2 separate regions of the Cricetulus griseus genome follow, and region 2 is linked to region 1. Evidence: chromatin contacts called from public Hi-C data. All regions are on one chromosome and are shown on one strand. Each heading gives the region's core, a stretch centred on a gene start, on an enhancer-like site or on the middle of the called end of the contact. The rest is flanking DNA. Distances are from core to core; before and after follow the strand shown.

Region 1 (4,297 bases), core at 796-3,295:
GATTTTAGCTGGGTTTTTTTTGTTTTGTTTTTAAGTAATGGACATAATACTTATAAAAGGGCCCTTTCTAATGTGAATCTCTGTTGGCTACTATTAAAAGTCTTTGTCATTTGTTCAGAAAACAAACTTTGTTACTGCCAGCCTTAATAAGTTTATAAGGATAAATCACTACTAAGTGAATATGATTTTCATTTGTAGTTTTGAGAGAATTAGAACATAATAAACTACCATACTTAGATGTATACACCTGTGAAGCATTGTTATGAAATTGCATTCACTACCTTCACAAGCTTAATAAATGTGTCTATATTATTTCAGTTATCTGCTTAAAGTTTCCTATTATAAGCAGCCTTAAGTACATTTTTAATCCACCAATTAAGCCATTTAAATGCTTATTCTGTACAAAGGACTGTATAAGATATTACTTATGACATTTCCTTTTGTTTATTGTACATAATCATATTTTCTAACTCTGATCCTATAGCTGGTTTGACTCCCTGATGAATGATTTTTAGAATATTAATAGTAGTCCTTGTGTAAATCTTGATTTTTATAAAGTGTTACTCTGATAATGCTGGCATCTCTTTTTAAAGAATTAAGAGGGAATGAAAGTATGCAACTTTATTGATGAATAACTCTTTCACAGGCAGTCTGGGCTCTTGGCAACATTGCTGGAGATAGTACCATGTGCAGAGACTATGTCTTAGACTGCAATATCCTTCCCCCTCTTCTGCAGTAAGTCTCCTTTCTCTTCCTGAATAATGAATATGTGAGAAGTATTACATCTTGGGAAGTCAGTTTGTGTTTCCTAGTGTTAATGTGATTCCAAGTATTTTCTTGTTACATTGTTAGGGTGATGTCTCTTAATGAAATTCTGAAATAATCTATTAGAATTGATGAAGTTTATCTTCAAAGAATGAATAATTTAGGAAAGGAATTAATGTATTATGGAGAAAGGTTAAAACATCTCTGCATCAACAGTATTACATATTTTCTTTATAGAGAATTAATACCTTTCATAATTTACTGTGGGTTTATTATACCTGTAGGTTATTTTCAAAGCAAAACCGCTTGACCATGACCCGGAATGCAGTATGGGCTTTATCTAATCTTTGTAGAGGGAAGAGTCCTCCTCCAGAATTTGCTAAGGTAAACACTCTGCTTGTGGGAAATTGTCAGGGGAGTGTAGGAAACGAAAGTGTGTTTGTAGAGACAATGCTTTTAGTGTTTTTCTTTTTTTTAATTTAGGGTAATTTGCCAGTACAAAGCTCTGAATCACTCTTAGAACCATGGCAGTTTTTGTCAATAAGAAAGTTCTGCAAAAGAATTTTCCAGATGTAGTATTTATGAAAGTTCCTTTACCTCCTTTTCTCTAAGTGTGTACCATAACAAAGAGTTCTAATTTAAGGATGAATGAATAACATTTTTCTTCCTGAAATCATTTTCCTTGGGTTCTGACTACCTTAGGTCAGTAAACTGAATAAGTACTGACCGAATTGCCAGAGATTGAAAAGTCCTTCAGACACTTGAAGTGTAAACTGCTTTGTAACTCATCGAGTGTCTGCCTGATAGGCATCTTGAGAGTCTTAATCTCACTTCAGTTTGTTTCTATTGAATTTCTTTCTAATCATCTTTTCTTTTCTAGGTTTCTCCCTGTCTGAGTGTCCTTTCTTGGTTGCTGTTTGTCAGTGACACTGATGTACTAGCTGATGCCTGCTGGGCCCTGTCATACCTGTCAGATGGACCCAATGATAAAATTCAGGCAGTCATCGATGCAGGAGTATGTAGGAGACTTGTGGAGCTTCTGATGTAAGATGATCTTTAAGAAAGTGTATCTGTGATAAACCACACCAAAAACAACTTAGAGAAGGAAGGGATTTCAATATTTGACTTTCACTTCCAGTTCACATTCTGTTACTGAGGGAAGCCAAGGCAGCAACTGAAGTAGAAACTGGATGAATGCCACTTACTGACTTATTCTCTGTCTTGCTCCTCAGCCCATGCTCAGCCAGCTTATCACTAGGGTTGGTGTTGTTCACAGTGGACTGGGCCCTGCCCTCTTATATTAGTCATCAGCTAAGACAGTCTCTCACGGCCACAGTCCAGTCTGATTTGGGCAGTCCCTCAATTGAGACTTACTCAGGTTACTCTTAGGTTGTGTCAAGCTTACAGCTGGTGCTAACTTACACACTTTACTATTTTCCATATTTCTAGTACTTTGGTTACATATTTTACTGATTTATTATCTGTTGACTGATTGTGTCTTATTTATATTGATGCCATTTTTTGGTTTGCTTTTTTGAGACTTAATGAAGAATCTATTTTATTCCTGTGCCATTACAAGTCTGTTAGCCGAATTATTTGGAAAGCTTTGCCTATGTAATAAATTCTATCTCTGTTGTTCTACCCCACACTGGAAAACCTAAAGTCAGGTACTGGAAACCAAAGGCAAATTTCTGTGGTAAATGGCCATTTCTTACTTTCTTTTTAGAAAAAAAAAAAAAAGAGTAGTATCAGACTTTGAATCCTACTTTTGAAATGCTTTTGGTAACAACATGGAAAATTTACCTATGGCATAAATAATTTGAGACTATATTAATCAAATGTTTAGCTAATACTTAGAAGAAAATATAGCCACAATATGATGGCAAGTAGTACAGTTATAAGCCACATGAAATTAATTGATACACAAACAAGTTATAGAGATAGTGTCTCAAACATGATGTGACATTGGTAAGTATAACATTACTGGGGCTGATTATAGATTGGTTGCAGACCAGCAGTGTGGTACTGGTACAAGTTAAAGGCAGCATGGTGCTACTGGGGTCCAAAGAATCAGGATCTGGGAAATAGTTGCTTTTGTCCTTTAGTTATTAAGTTTACTACATGTTTCATTTTAATCATTGATCTTAAATGTGAAGGAAGAGAATAGGGTCTCAGAGGAAAATCATAAGGGTATCGCTTTATTTACCCTGAAATCTGTGCTTACTGTCTGTTTTCACATATATTCAACAGGCTTTGTGGAAAGCTTTTGTTTTTGTTTTTGTTTTTGTTTTGTTTTTTTTAAACCATAAAGACAGCCTTGTAGGTTAGTGAAACAGAAAAATGTTTGAGAGATGATTGTCACTTTGGTTTTGAAGTTAGCTGAATTGTTGACATAGTTTTAGAATATGAGCAGTGTATAGATGTCATCTGCACTTCCCAATCATCTCAGTAGTTCCAGGAGACCAAGAAAAGAGAAGAGAGGCTGTAGTAAAGAATAAGAGAAAAATGTGGAATTCAGTGCTGGAGTGCCTGGGAAAAATTACTAGGAAAGAATCTACTTTGAAAATAAAGGGAAAGATTGCTTTTCTAGGTAATGATCAATTCTGCCACCATGGTAAGTTCCCTAAATAGCCATAGTGAAAAAATTACCTTTCCACTCTATAATTGAATCACATCTCCCTTATTTGGGATTTCATCCCTTAAAAAAAGATTCTGGATAGAACTGTTGGGTCTAACATATCTCTCTCTCTCTCTTTTAATGGCTGCAGGCATAATGATTATAAAGTGGTGTCTCCTGCTTTGCGAGCTGTGGGAAACATTGTCACAGGGGATGATATTCAGACACAGGTATGAACATGTGCTAACCTTTTTCTAAAGGGTTGAACTCCGTGAACACAGTTCTGTTATATTGAATTCTGTATTGTTACGGTTGACTGACACTGTTTTGCTTGTGTTTGCTTGTCTCAGTATCTTCAGTATCTCTTTGTTGTCCTGTGACTTGTAGCAATTGTAGGTTCCCTTAAGAAATAAGTTTTTCCTAAGTCTGCTTTTATTTGTAGTGGATCTTAAGAGCACCAGGTGGGCTTTCTAGCAGTGTTCTTTCTGGTAGCTTCCTTTTGTGTATGCTGAGTTTTTGTAAGGAAGTATCTTCCGTTATAGTTTCCAGTGTCCATTCTGCTTTGACTAACAAGGCAGGTTATCCACAGGGAATTGTTTTAGCCTTTTTTCCCTTCCAGATGTCTCTGATGCATCAATGATGATGTCCTAAAATCAGCTTTCTAGGCTTCCATGATAATGGAATACTCTGGCTCTTTGTCTCTATTTCTTCTTAGGAAGCTCCTTTTCCTGTTGTCATTTGTTTGTGGGCATGCTCTAGGGAGCAATCTTCAGCCTCATTTCTGGATTCATAACCCTTATGTACATGGCCTTTAAGAATTGAGTTAGGTTTTAGTTATCTCAGTCAGCTTCAATTTTCAGCAAGGTATCCAATAGTTTTACTTTTCTAATCGCTAAAATGAAGGAAGTTATAGAT
Region 2 (4,448 bases), core at 1,166-3,665, 39 kb before region 1:
CTTACATTTCCCATTGCTTTTCTGAGCCTGCCTTGACTGCTGATTCTACAAGCAATGGCTAAGACACTGAGTAGAGCTTTGGCTGTCTCATGGGGTTGAAAAGAGATGGATACCTGTGACTTTTGGTTGGGACTCTTAAGGACCATACTTACCTAGGTGGATTAGAGAATAAACCAGCCTCCATGAAGACTTAGCTCCCAATAAGGATCAGACATCAACTCAGCTTTGGTCAGGTTAGGGTTTCTATAGCTACAATGAAACACTATGACCAAAGAGCAAGTAGGGGAGGAAAGGATTTATTTGGCTTACATTTCCACATCTAAGTGCATCACTGAAGGAAGCCAGGGCAGGAACCCCCAACAGGGCAGGGCTGATGAAGAGGCCATGGAGGAGTGCTGCTTACAGGATTGCTGAGTAGGGCTTATTCAGCCTGCTTTCTTTTTGTTTGTTTTTGAAACAGGGTTTCTCTGTGTAGCCATGGCTGTCCTGGAACTAGGTCTGTGGATCAGGTTGAACTCGAACTCACTGAGATCCATCTGCCTCTACCTCCTGAGTGCTGGGTTAAAGACATGCACCATTACACCTGGCTTCAACCTGCTTTCTTTCTTTCTTTTTTTGTTTTTGTTTTTTGTTTTTGTTTTTTGAGACAGGGTTTCTCTGTGTAGCTTTGGAGCCTATCCTGGCACTCAATATGGAGACCAGGCTGGCCTCAAACTCACAGAGATCTGCCTGTCCCTGCCTCCCGAGTGCTGGGATTAAAGGCGTGATTAAAGGTGTGCGCCACCAATGTCCGGCCTTCAACCTGCTTTCTTATAGAACCCAGGACCACCATGCCAGGGATGGCACTGCCCCCATGAGCTAGGCTCTCCCCCATCAATCACAAATTAAGAAAATGCCTTATAGCTGGATCTTTTGGAGGTTCAATTTTACTCAATTGAGGTTCGCTCCTTTCAGATGACTCTAGCTTGTGTCAAGCTGACATAAAAGTAGACAGCACATTGGCCCTAAGTCTCTCTGACAGAGCACTTTCTTTTTCCAGCTGCCTTGCTCAAACTTAGTTCTGATTGTAATAAATAAACACGATGATGCAGAAGGGAGTCAAGTTTGAGGGAAGGATGGAGGGAGGGAGGGAGTTGTTCTAGTTTGCTTTCTATTGCTGTGATTGCACACTAACCAAAGCAACTTGGAGGCAGGCATTCCAGCTTACATCTCTAAGAGGAGCCAGGGCAGGAATTCAAAGCAGGATCCTGGAGGCAGTAACTGAAACAGACCATGGAGGAAATGTGGTTACTCTATCATTCTCAGCTTACTATCTTATACAGCCCAAGGGTGGCACTGTCCACAGTGGGCTGGGCACATCATGAGTTAGGAAAATGCCTCACAGACATGCCCACAGGCCAATCTGATGGGAACCAGTCTCCCATTCAGGGTCCCTCTTACCAGGTGACTCTAGTTTGTGTTAAGGTTATTAAAACCGCCACTGGAGCCAAGACAAACGACCATTGCTTTACCTAGGATTCAGTCAGTGTGGTCCTTTGTCTCCCTCTTTCTTACATTTATAAGGGTGTTGACGCCGTCTGTTGCTCTTCAGTATTCCTTTTAAACAGACTCGTTAAACCATGTCCTGTGTGTGAAATTCTTCAGTGACCTCTGCTTGGCTTGCTTAAGGTGTTCTTTTGAAGCCACAACCCTACTCTCCAGAAAGAAAAACAATCATTTTCCTAAACATTTTGTTTGAGAGAACTTACTCAGATCAATGCCAATGTTTTTACTAAAAATTAACATCATCGAGCCAAGGTGTTCCTACGTAGTAGTCATGCCGGTCTAGAACTTGCCATTCTCCTGCCTCAGCCGTCCCAGTGCTGAGTGGTGTGCTAACGATCCAGGCTCAAAAATTATTTTGTTAATGTTTTATGGGACTAATAAATTACTAGGCAAAATGGGAGAGAGCCGAAGAGAATACCCAGAAGGTTCCCACAAACGAGTGGCGTGTGAATTCTTTGAACGTGAGGCACTGACGTATTTCGCGATACTCCCTCAGCCTCCAACCATGCCATCGTTCATCCAATAAGCGCGCTCGGTGTGTGAGGCACCTACCATGTGAGAGGGTGGCTATGGAGATGTGAGGTGTGTGGGGAGGGCGGTATCCGTCCATTCTAGAAGAGCTTAGTAAGGACACGTTTGTCTCCATAACTTGTACGTGTCTTTACTTTTCCGGACTGCAAACCTCGTTCTCAGAGACCCACGCCCTGGCCGCGTCCACTCGGGAAAGAACGCTTCAGAGACTCCGCTTCCCGGCAGCCCCTGCGGCGGGCGGCGGAAAGGCGCACGCAGGCGCGCAGGCCGGCCCCCGCACGCAGGCGCACTGCGCACGCCGGCTGAGCTGGGTCTCGCGGCTCGGTGCGCGGCGGCGGCGCGGCGGCGGCGCGGGCGGCGGCGAGAGCGAGGCCTGGTGAGCGCCGCCGTGGTGCGCGCCGGCCGGTCAAGGTTGTGCGCGGAAGAGGCGCAGCGGGCCGACAAGAAGCGAGCGTCTCACCCTCACGGCGGCACCGGGACCGGTCGCCTGGAGCCGGTGAGTGGGGGGCTTCCCCGCGGCCCCTCCCCCTCGGCGGGCGGCTCTGGTTCCCTCCGGGGACCCGAGGGAGGCCCCGGGGCGAAGGCGGACGCGGGCGCCGGCCGGGAGCTGTCGCTGTCGCGCCGGGGACCGGACCTTCGCGTCGCTCCGGTGCGTCACGGGACTGGCGGTTCTAACGGCCCGCGCGGCGGCGGCGGCGGCGGAGGAGCGGGGTGGGGGTGGGGAACGCCGGTCGGGGCGGGGCGGCGGTGGAAGCGGCGTCGGGGACTGCGGGGCGCCGGGCGGCGGCGCGGAGTCTGCGCGCCGCGCTAGGCTGAGGGCGGGGGCGGAGGCGGGTGTCGCGGGGTGCGGTGGCCGAGGCCCAGGCGTGCGGGGCCGTTCCGGGAGTTGGCAGGTTACCGCCCGGGCCGGTGTTTGGAGGGAGGCGGTGGGGGTGGAGACGGGAGGCTGCAGTTTACAGATGTCATAACTACGCGGGCCTGGAGCTGCTGACGGGGGTGTGGTAATTATAGCAATGACAACTTGGTCGTCTGTGTGAGCGGTGATGCGAGGGAAACCGCCAAGCGTTAGCTGAAGCTCGCAGTGGGAGCAGAAAACTGGAGGGCGACTGAAGTCAGGGATGTCGGCAAGAAAGAAGGAGAGGGTTGAATGCGTGCGATCCTCTTGGCAATGAAAAGTTTCAAATGAATTGATTTTCTTTTTAAGGCTTAAACTTCGGTTTGGTAAACTAGTATCAGAATCAACAACGGAGAAATGCTTTTGAAATTCTGTGTGAAACACTAACATCTATCCTTTTTTTTTCCCCTTAAAACAGTTCCTTCAAATCCCACCTCCCTGTCACTCTCCCCCCCCCCCTTTTTTTTTTTTTTTTTTGAGGATGGGTTTTGCTTGGTAGGCTGTCTTTGTGCTTGTCCTGGCTTCTTGGGTGCCAGGATTTCCATCACCCTAGATGATATTCCCACGTTCTTGTTGCTTTGTTGCCTTTTCTTTGTTTTTGAGACAAGGCTCACTATGTAGTCATGGCTGGACTAGCACTGGATACATTGCCCATGGTTGTCTTGAATTCAGAACTGTCTTCCCTCAGCCTCTCAAGTGCTGGGGTTTTAGGAACAACAGCATGCCTGATTGACTCATACAAATTCTGAGACAGGGTCCCTTTACATATTCCTCCTAGAACTCACATGTAGACCAGGCTGTCTTTGAACTTAGAGATCCACCTGCCCCTGACTCGTGAAATTCTGGAATTAAAGACATGTACTGTCACGCCTCCATTGTTTTTTTTTTTTTAATGTTTTAACTTTTTTTTTTTAAAGAATTATTTATTATACAGTGTTCTGCCTACATGTATGCCTGCAGGTCAGAGAGGGCACTAGATCTCATTGCAGATGATTGTGAGCCACCATGTGGTTGCTGGGAATTGAACTCAGGACTTCTGGAAGAGCAGGCGGTGCTCTTATCCTCTGAACCATCTCTCCAGCCCTCACACCTCCGTTTTAAAGTTTACAAGGTCTAAATTTTGAAAGGAAACTGAGAGTGATTTGTCTGTAATTTTGGTGAAATAACTTATTTTTTGTTACCTTTTTATGTAATGTTTTTGGATGGGTGATTTAAAATAAGATGGAGGTCTGAGAGGAAGTAAAATAAAACAAATTTACAGTAACTTTGAACTAGATGTTAACTTTTCCTAGTATAGATGAAAGCATGGAAGAGCACAGTATTTTCAGAATAGCTTGTTTCTTAAACATATTTTGCTTATTTTTTATGAATGTGAGTGTTTTGCCTGAATATATGTAATGCATCATGATCGTGCCTGGTGCTTACAGAGGGCAGAGAGGGATTTAGATCCTTTGAAACTGAACTTGCAAAGGGTTTG

The links. A called contact is a pair of places that touch in the nucleus more often than the background predicts.
Region 2: a contact with region 1 is called in a Hi-C map of the CHO-K1 cell line, with 1.7 times the contacts expected there. The contact joins the promoter of LOC100765686 here to the enhancer-like site in region 1. A contact is called at or near these places in 4 of 8 Hi-C or Micro-C datasets (the CHO-K1 cell line, fibroblasts and liver).

Annotation. Positions count from the first base shown.
Region 1 is chr4:53,652,334-53,656,630 of CriGri-PICRH-1.0, reverse strand. It overlaps LOC100765686 (importin subunit alpha-5), which reads left to right. Exons shown (of 14, transcript XM_027412758.2): 7 at 647-735; 8 at 1,050-1,149; 9 at 1,646-1,809; 10 at 3,534-3,612. Among named protein-coding and RNA genes, the nearest start is that of Wdr5b, 23 kb to the right of the region's middle. Within about 2 kb of position 2,045, at least 2 of the 6 cell types and tissues checked have open chromatin away from gene starts, as enhancers often do. A contact at or near this core is called in the CHO-K1 cell line and fibroblasts, where this site is marked.
Region 2 is chr4:53,691,859-53,696,306 of CriGri-PICRH-1.0, reverse strand. LOC100765686 (importin subunit alpha-5) reads left to right here and starts at 2,415. Exons shown (of 14, transcript XM_027412758.2): 1 at 2,415-2,572. It overlaps LOC103160731 (a long non-coding RNA gene), which reads right to left and starts at 2,359. Exons shown (of 4, transcript XR_003484868.2): 1 at 2,098-2,359; 2 at 1,512-1,690; 3 at 1,175-1,260; 4 at 505-556.